Linked DNA regions of Mus musculus: region 2 is linked to region 1. The links are chromatin contacts, called in public Hi-C maps. All regions are on one chromosome and are shown on one strand. The core of a region is the stretch at or near the end of the contact, and the rest is flanking DNA. Distances in the headings are between cores, read along the strand shown.

Region 1 (4,117 bases), core at 874-3,373:
CTTTAAGATCCACGTGATTTTTGTTACTGTTGCTGTTTTACTGGTTTTATTTTTATGAAGTCATAGTGAAACTGCAGTTTCTTTTTTCAAAACACTCAGAATACTCAAGATAAACAAAATCATTTGGTACAGATCCAATGTGTGACCTCACATGGTCCTGTTTGGATATACAAGTCATGAGTGCATCCCTTCTCTAAACTCCTGGGTTGTAAGAATTTCCATGCTCACAACTGAAAATAATGCATGCTAAATTAGTGCTTTAAGAAAGGAATTCATTCTCTGTCTGGAGACATTCCAAACTGCTTCACAATTTTTTTTTTTTAGAATCTTACTTTTAAAATCCATATATTGAAAATATAGACATAACTTAGTGCCTGATTTTCTTAGGTAGTTACTATAGTTGCTTGCCAGTCTTGACAACAGAATATTTACCCAGAGCAACTTACATACAGGTAGGCTAGATAGTGTCTATTTGATTGGATGAATGAAGAATGGCCATTTTACTTGGTTATCTAGAGTTAATGGTCATCAACAATGTGTTCAATAGTGCTCCAAACATCTGAAACTTAATTTGTAAGATGCTATGATCTATTCAAAGGTCATTATTGAATACTTCTTTCAGGTATTTGGTTGTGTAACTAGTAAGACAATACAGGTAACCAAATATAAATACTAAAACTTCTCCAGTGTACTTTTTACCAATTATCATCCAGTTGCTTCGCTTTTCTATCTTTAATGGGGATACATGTTGATCTGGTTAGGAAACTGCTGATTATTTTTAAAAGCCAAAGATAATTTGTGGATAAGTCATACAGTCCCCTGGAATATAATATCACAATGTTTCATTTTTCCGGAATGTCGTGTCAGCTCTAAATAAAGTACATTATAATACTGGATAAAATATGATGTCATTCAACCATTCAGTAGAAACAAGAAAGGAAGAGGGGAGGCTTTCTTAGTTGTTCTACTAATGACATTTGCATCGTAAATGGCAGTTTTAAATGGACAATTTAAGAGAAAAGCATCAAAAATGCATGTTGACAACATCTGAGATCAAGAAATCAATCAAAACCCCACAAGGAGGACAGTGAAAGCTTTTCCTCCATGTGAAGCCAATGAAGCACTGATAATGGACTTGCATTAAGGAGCTAAGACAAGAATGCTACTTAAAACACAACTAACTTTCTTGGTAAATAGCTGTCATTGTTGTTCCAAATATGGCCACTTTTATATAGGCCACTTTATTGAATTTATAAGATCCGTAAGTTCTGAAGGAAACATAATCAAGTTTTTGAGGGCACATTTTAAAGAATTTTACATACAAGCAACATTAGACAGACTCATTATGTTGTATTTATATTTACATACACATATGCACATGTACACACACACATATATATAACAATATTGATCATATATAACAATGATGATCATAGAAATAGATGCCATGAATTTAATAGAATTTAAGGGGAAAGAGAGGAGACATAGGGGTTCATATGGGAAAACTGGAGGGCATGAAGAAAAGAGGGGAATGATAATTTCTGTTGCAAAACCTTAATAATTTCTTTAATGTTATTTTTTTTTTAAATCAATCATTCTCTATGTCTTTTGGTCTCCACAGCAGGAGGGAGGAGGATGCTTTTCCAGTTCCTCTCCCACTGGCGTATTCTACAACGTGCTTACAGTTGTTCAGGATCTTCATCAGGATCCTCACGATATACCAGAAATTGTGTCACTACTTACATACAATAGTCATTTAACATTGTGGGGAACTGAAATTGCTGGGGCTCTTTAGAGAGGACACAGCACTACACAACAATATATTCGATTATCTTGGTGTAATCCTTCTTGTTGAAAACAGGGTACTTGATCAGATTGCTCTTTCCTGAGAGAGATGTACAAAGAGGCTGCCCTGGGCTGCCCAGGCTCCGTATTGAGAGTGGATTCCCACACTACCAGCGATATGATTAGATTAATTAACAAATGGAAACTTTAGCTACACATGAAAGAATGAAGGTTCAGAGTCCAACTTCTTTCCCAGGAACACTGTCTACAGCATAAGAGCGAGCTGAGAGAAAGGCCTCATGCTGGCTCCACCTCATATTGCCACACTAACCCTGAACTAGAGATTTTACGTCACAGTTTTCAGGGGAGCGCTCTGAACTTCCTCCAGGGTTCTCAGTTCTCCAGCTCCTTGCTAGGCTTTGAAAGATTAATCAGTGTTTAAAATAGATTTTATTACTACACAGTCACAGAAGGCTATTTCTTGTTCAGGGATCTGCAAGAATAATAACGTCCTTTTAAATTTATAAAATCTATGGGACAGCTCCATTTTCTCTTACAAAGGACAGAAAGAACAAATTTCTTTGCAGCTATTTCTGACAGGAATTTTTCATAGACTATCTACTGATTTCACGTTTACTAATTTAATACCCTTTTAAATTTTTATTTAGCCTTCTAATTGGTTATCCAATACCAAATACTCAGTCCTAACATTGTATACACACAAGCAATATTAAACAGACCCAGAAATATGAATATATATAGGTAGGTTGATATATATGTATAAATAAAGATATATATTGATATCAATTCTTTTGAAACACACTGAAACATGTTTCTGATTATCCCAAATTATAGCCATTTAATATCAAGTTAATACAATAATAACATTAAAAGTCATGCGCTGTAGAGTGCATCACAAATTACTTCTTGCTAAAACATGTCACATTCTATTTCTAACAGTGTTTAAAAGCGAGCTTTCCTCACTAAAAAGACATGAGAAACTAAATCGTAAAATTGGGTGTGTCGATAACAGACAGTAAAATCATAGAAAGGACTGTATATTAATTTTCTAAGAGATGTTATCAGGCAAATGCCAATAACTCAGCGAGTCTACAGGAGATTCCAAATTAAGAAAAAAAAAAAAAAAACCAAGCCAGATATGAAATGAAGTGATTAGGCCTTATTAAGCATAAATATTCAATAAAAGTTAATCATGTATTTATATAAAGAGAGATGTTAGATTAACGGGCTAAGAAATATTCTAAGACCCCGTAACAATGTTTCTGTTGGAAGTCAACAACACTGGCCTGTTCTTTTTATTTCTCCACTTTATCTGCTTATTTCAGCTTGTCTAAACTCTGCTGTAACACACAGTGAGAGGGATATCAGCAGAGACATAAAAATTCACAACATATAATTGCAGTTTTCATTCTAAAAGTAAGAAAACTATGAAAATAGGCTGATAAAAGCTATGTGAACAGCACCTTCATATTTTGATTAGCTAGGCTACAAGAAATGCATATGAATTTTGGTGCTAATCTTCTAGAAGCAAGCAATAGAAATTAAATGTTCATGCCAACAGAACCACCATTTGACAACAGTTTGAAATCTTTGAAGCAAAAAAATTCTATTTCAGGTTATGAGAAAAAGCTCCTACTTATAAACAAGATAATATTATTATAATATAAAATAATGGTTGCATAGTCTAGGGCATTTAATGATGTTTTCATTAAAAAATAGCACTAAAGGAAAAACTACAGTCATCACATCAGTACAAAAATAAATTAAGATTTTAAATTTGGTGTGACATTGGGCAGGTCCATTAGAGAGGATGAACCTGCCAATTACAAGAAGAATGGGGCTTGTGAATCTTCTGATCCTGGTACACTGATTTGTGGATCATGTGAGCCTAAACACTCTCCTTCATTGAGTTGTTCTTGGTTCACTCCATGCAATATTCTGGAGTTTTTTGCTATAGGAAAAGAAGTTGAAAAACTAGAGCTACTTTACCCTTTCTAATTAAAATGAACTCTGAAAAGCTAAAATACCTATAAGATGTTTCATGATACAAAATACCTTTCTCAACCATATATTATTTTATATATGCAAATGGCAAAGTTAGGGTAACTCTCAGGGTTTTTGGAGTGTTTCATGAAGCTCTCAGAAGTCAACTATAGCTCAGAAACCAACTCTCTCTCTTTCTCTCTCTCTCTCTCTGTATATATATATATATATATATATATATATATATATATATATATAAAATGATGCCTGTAGTTTTTCCTTTAGTGTCAGTCAGTGTGGTATTTTTGAATAAAAATATCATTAAATG
Region 2 (4,117 bases), core at 970-3,469, 180 kb after region 1:
CCTATGGACTCACTTCAGTCTCTCTTCTGTCACTGCCATTGCCCAAGACTTATTTGACTATCTTCAGGTTTCAGTGACAGTATCCCAGTGACCTCTTTGTAAAATTGTTAACTTTGTTTATTTAGTGTGTGTGTGTGTGTGTGTGTGTGTGTGCGCGCGCGCGCGCGTGCGCACCTGTGTGTTACAACATGGATACAGATATCCCCTCCCCTCCCATAAAAAAAAAAAAAAAAAAACAAAACAAAACAAAACAACTTTTGGGAGTCTGTTCTCTTCTTCTGCCCTGAGAGTCCCCAGGACTGAACCTAAGCTGTCAATACTGGCATCAAGATCCTAACCTCTACCAACTGAGCCAATCTCACCAGCCCCCAGTGACCTTCTACCTGAAATCTTTGCATATTGGTTTTGTGGTAAAGGTAGCCACATAAGACTATTAGAGAGCAGTAATTTATGACAGATATACTGAGCTTTGAGAACAACCTTGGGTGATAATCTCTGTTGTCATATGAAGGGCAATAAAAAAGCTTCCTGTTCCTACCATGATTGCAAAATGAAAACTAAAAAGTTAGCTTTTCCACTAATAACAATTACAGTCTAATCCACAGGGTCACCCAGTCTTGTTTCTTTAATCAGCTAATCCTCAAACTAATGACTTGATTTTAAGGAAGAAAAAAAATGGAGATTAAGTCACAGGCAATGTGTTCCAGAGAGCTAACACTGTTACTCACCCATGGCTATATACTTACTGCCTAGTTCGCTGTCACCACAAAAAAAGTGAATGGATCATATACTACTAGAATAAGAAATGAAATTGTGTGTGTGTGGGGGGGGGGGGCATGTGAATCACCATGGAAACATTCCCACAAACAAAACCAAAAGGGAACAAGGCAGGATGAAGACGCAAAAGGGACTCCTCTCACTCTCATTACAGATTCTCTGTTCTGAGAATAAAGTCATCAACCGAACAGACAGAGGGCAGCTTGACCAATGCACTGCCCTCATCTGCTACGAAGCTCTTTTTTCAAATTTTACAGATAATATTTCCTAATAACTAGCAGATGGGAGAAGCCATATCCTTAAAGGGCTAGGCACCCAGAAACTCCATGTCTGTGGGCCTCACTCTCTCAGTAGCCTAAAGACACTTTTCTACAATGTCTTCTCCTTTGAATATAAAAGCAATGTTTGAAAGGATTTATAATTGAAATGTCAAGATGAAAGCTTTCTTCCTACTGTGACTCCATGGGTCACCTGGCCTCTATCAGCCCCTAGGCAATCCTGGGGTTTCATACGCACAAGCCTATGGTACCTAGCACACTATCTAATCCTCCTTTTACCCCAACTCCTTTCTCTCACTTCTCCAGATAACACAGTTACAGTGTCCGTTACTTCAGGCTCTCTGGTACCCCCTTGAACTTTGATACTAAGATCACTTCAGCTTTGAAATGATGAGATCTAATCTTTCCAGGGCTTGCTCAGCCCTTCCCCCTTTCTCCCTCCATAATTCCCTAGTCTATTACACACTCTATATTTGTTTACACAGGATCTCCTCTTCTAGTCAGCAGAGTCCATGCAAGCCAAGCCTTTGTTTTCCTGAGCCTTTGTTTTGGTCACTTAACTTCATCCCCACTGCCAAGCAGGGCCTTGGCAAGTCAACCTCTGTGGCACTGGGATCACCCTAGATAACCAAGAACTTCAGAAAGAGAATGTAGGACAGCTATGAGAATGAAACCAACAAACAAGCAATAGCTGAAGGCATCGTACATTTTGATTTTCTTTTCATTCTTAGAACTTTAGATCCCTGGTCCCAGACCTTCCAGCCTTGGCATCTAAGAAGTTAGGAGATAATGGAAATGACTAAGACACCACTCACCAACTTGTGGAAGGCGGGTATCTGCTCTCTAGAGTTTTGGTCCAGGGCTTGTACCAACTGATCTGCTCAGCAGCTTTACCCCAGAATCTTTCGGGGTCAGCCACAGAGGCTGCGAAGTGGGTCTTGTACTCACCACCACTGCCGGTGGTCAGAGCCCTGCAGCCCCTGCCCCCAAACCCGGCCACCAAAGCCCTTCGGGTCACAGCGGCTCCTCTTACTGAAGGGGATCCTGGCAGAGGTGCCCCAAGCGTCCCGGCGCCTGTTACTTTGCGACATTGCAACCAGGATGGCTTCATACTTTCTCTCTGTCCCTAGCTGCAGTCGGAGCAGTTTGCAGTCCCAACAGCTGTGGCACTAGCCCCGAGGGGGAGCCTGCAGGAGGCGGGGCTAATCAAGAGGTGAGCCCCTAGCCCCGAAGTTTGGAAGTCAAACTGAAGTCTGCGATAAAAACCGACCTGGAGTCAGCAAGAAAGCAACAGGCTGGAACGGAGGCCTGGGGAAAGTGGCCAGGAGTTTATAGGGGTTGAGTTGCGTCACCCCTAAATTCAACTCTTACACGCATTTTCAGCCCATGACAGTCACTTGCAATTTGACAGAGAGTTTAATAGGACTTAGATACACACAAAGACGCCTAGAAAAAGCCCAAAGGGCCCAATGGCTTATTTAAAATAAAGCATGTGTCTCTTTCCTAAAGCAAAAGCATATAACTTTGGACATTATAGTGAGGCTCTGGGATATCATTTTCCTTTACACATTTATTTCTTTGTTTAAAATTCAACTCAAACCCTACTTACTAAAACCACAAGCAGCTCCGGGGCATCATTTGTTCCAGGATTTCTTGGCAACCTAGAGGAGGTGTGGAAGGAGGGTTACCCAGCAGGGTTGGGGGGGGGGGCGTGTTTCCAGGAGTGATTGACAGGTCTGGCCACTAGCGACAACAGCCAAGCTGAGAGCAGGAGGCACCTGCCTGTCCATTCCACAGTATTTAGAGGCAGGAATACAAAGGACTTGGAACCTTTCCTCCCTTCTAACTCCCTTTGGAGTTATGCTGACTCTCTTTGAGAGAACACACGGTTGTGAGATTTCTTTGGAGTAATAAAAATACTCTTAAATCGAATATGGTAACCACACCATAACCCTGAAGAAACTAGAATTCACTGTAGTGTACCTACCCCTTGAGAGGGTGAATTGTGTAATGTGTGGGTTAAGTCTCAGAAGGCTATTCTCAAACAAATCAAAAGATAAAATGACTCTTAATAAAGACGAAGCTGAGAAAATTTAAAACACACAGGTGTGTTTCCCTGCCTGGCTTTTGCCTTTCTACAGGACCTGCCTTCTCTCACAATTCAATGAAAGTCACAATCTTTTGCTTTAATATCGTGCCAAGCCCACTCTGTTTTAGCGTCACAATATTTGAAGTTTTACGTGTAAAAATAATGTATTCTCAAGTCTTAGGTGAGAAATGGTGGAATGTCCTGGACCCTGTAAACAACCATAAATTCGAAAGCAGTAAACAAATGATCCTGCAGGCAGAAAATGATGCAGAGATAAAGGCTAAACTTTGCAAGCATGAATCTAATCCAAGGCAGGAGAGAAATAACTTTAAGTAACCCCCTCAGCTATTTTCCTTAACTAAGAAGCAAGACTCCACACCTTTCCTACCCACCCACAGCATGTTTTATTCCTCCCAACTTTCTTAGAAGACTGCCATCGCCTAAATCAAAATCCTTTCCATCTCTACCACCCCCCTCTTCCTACTCAATGCTGCCCTCTGACATACAAATTTCAAGGACTCCAAATTATTACCGTGAGATTGTTTTATAATTTCAACTAAATATAATTAATTAAACATTCACATATATATTCTCATTTGCAAAACCACACCACATAAGAACCAAACTGGGTAATGGTAGTGTTATGGACTCAGCAAGGACATAGAGAACTGGAGAAGAAGAAGGAGGAAGACAAGGAGGAAGAAGGAGGATGGAGGGGGTGCAGGAGGAAGGAGAAGGAAAGAGGAGGAAGGAGGAAGTGAGAGGAGGAATAAAAAGAAGGAGAAGGAAGAAAGAAGAAAGACAAGGAAGGAAGAGGAGAAGGAGAATAAAAGGAGATAGAAGAGGAAGAGGAGGAGAAAGAAGAAACCAAATGAAAGACTTGAAAGAAACTAGGTCTCCTAGCATATGTTTTTTATTTCTTTTTTTATCCATTTTTTATTAGGTATTTAGCTCATTTACATTTCCAATGCTA

The links. A called contact is a pair of places that touch in the nucleus more often than the background predicts.
Region 2: a contact with region 1 is called in a Hi-C map of liver, with 3 times the contacts expected there. The contact joins the promoter of Acss3 here to the enhancer-like site in region 1. A contact is called at or near these places in 4 of 39 promoter capture datasets (3T3-L1-derived adipocytes, cranial neural crest and liver), 13 of 484 Hi-C or Micro-C datasets (cortical neurons, embryonic stem cells, liver and 2 more) and 1 of 115 datasets of contacts at active chromatin or transcription factors (liver).

The regions. Positions count from the first base shown.
Region 1 is chr10:106,939,493-106,943,609 of GRCm38.p6, forward strand. All of the region lies in intron 13 of Acss3 (acyl-CoA synthetase short-chain family member 3), which reads right to left. Among named protein-coding and RNA genes, the nearest start is that of Acss3, 180 kb to the right of the region's middle. Within about 2 kb of position 2,124, at least 2 of the 459 cell types and tissues checked have an H3K27ac peak or open chromatin away from gene starts, as enhancers often do. A contact at or near this core is called in liver, where this site is marked.
Region 2 is chr10:107,121,418-107,125,534 of GRCm38.p6, forward strand. It overlaps Acss3 (acyl-CoA synthetase short-chain family member 3), which reads right to left and starts at 2,220. Exons shown (of 16, transcript NM_001142804.2): 1 at 1,871-2,220. The coding sequence starts at 2,166.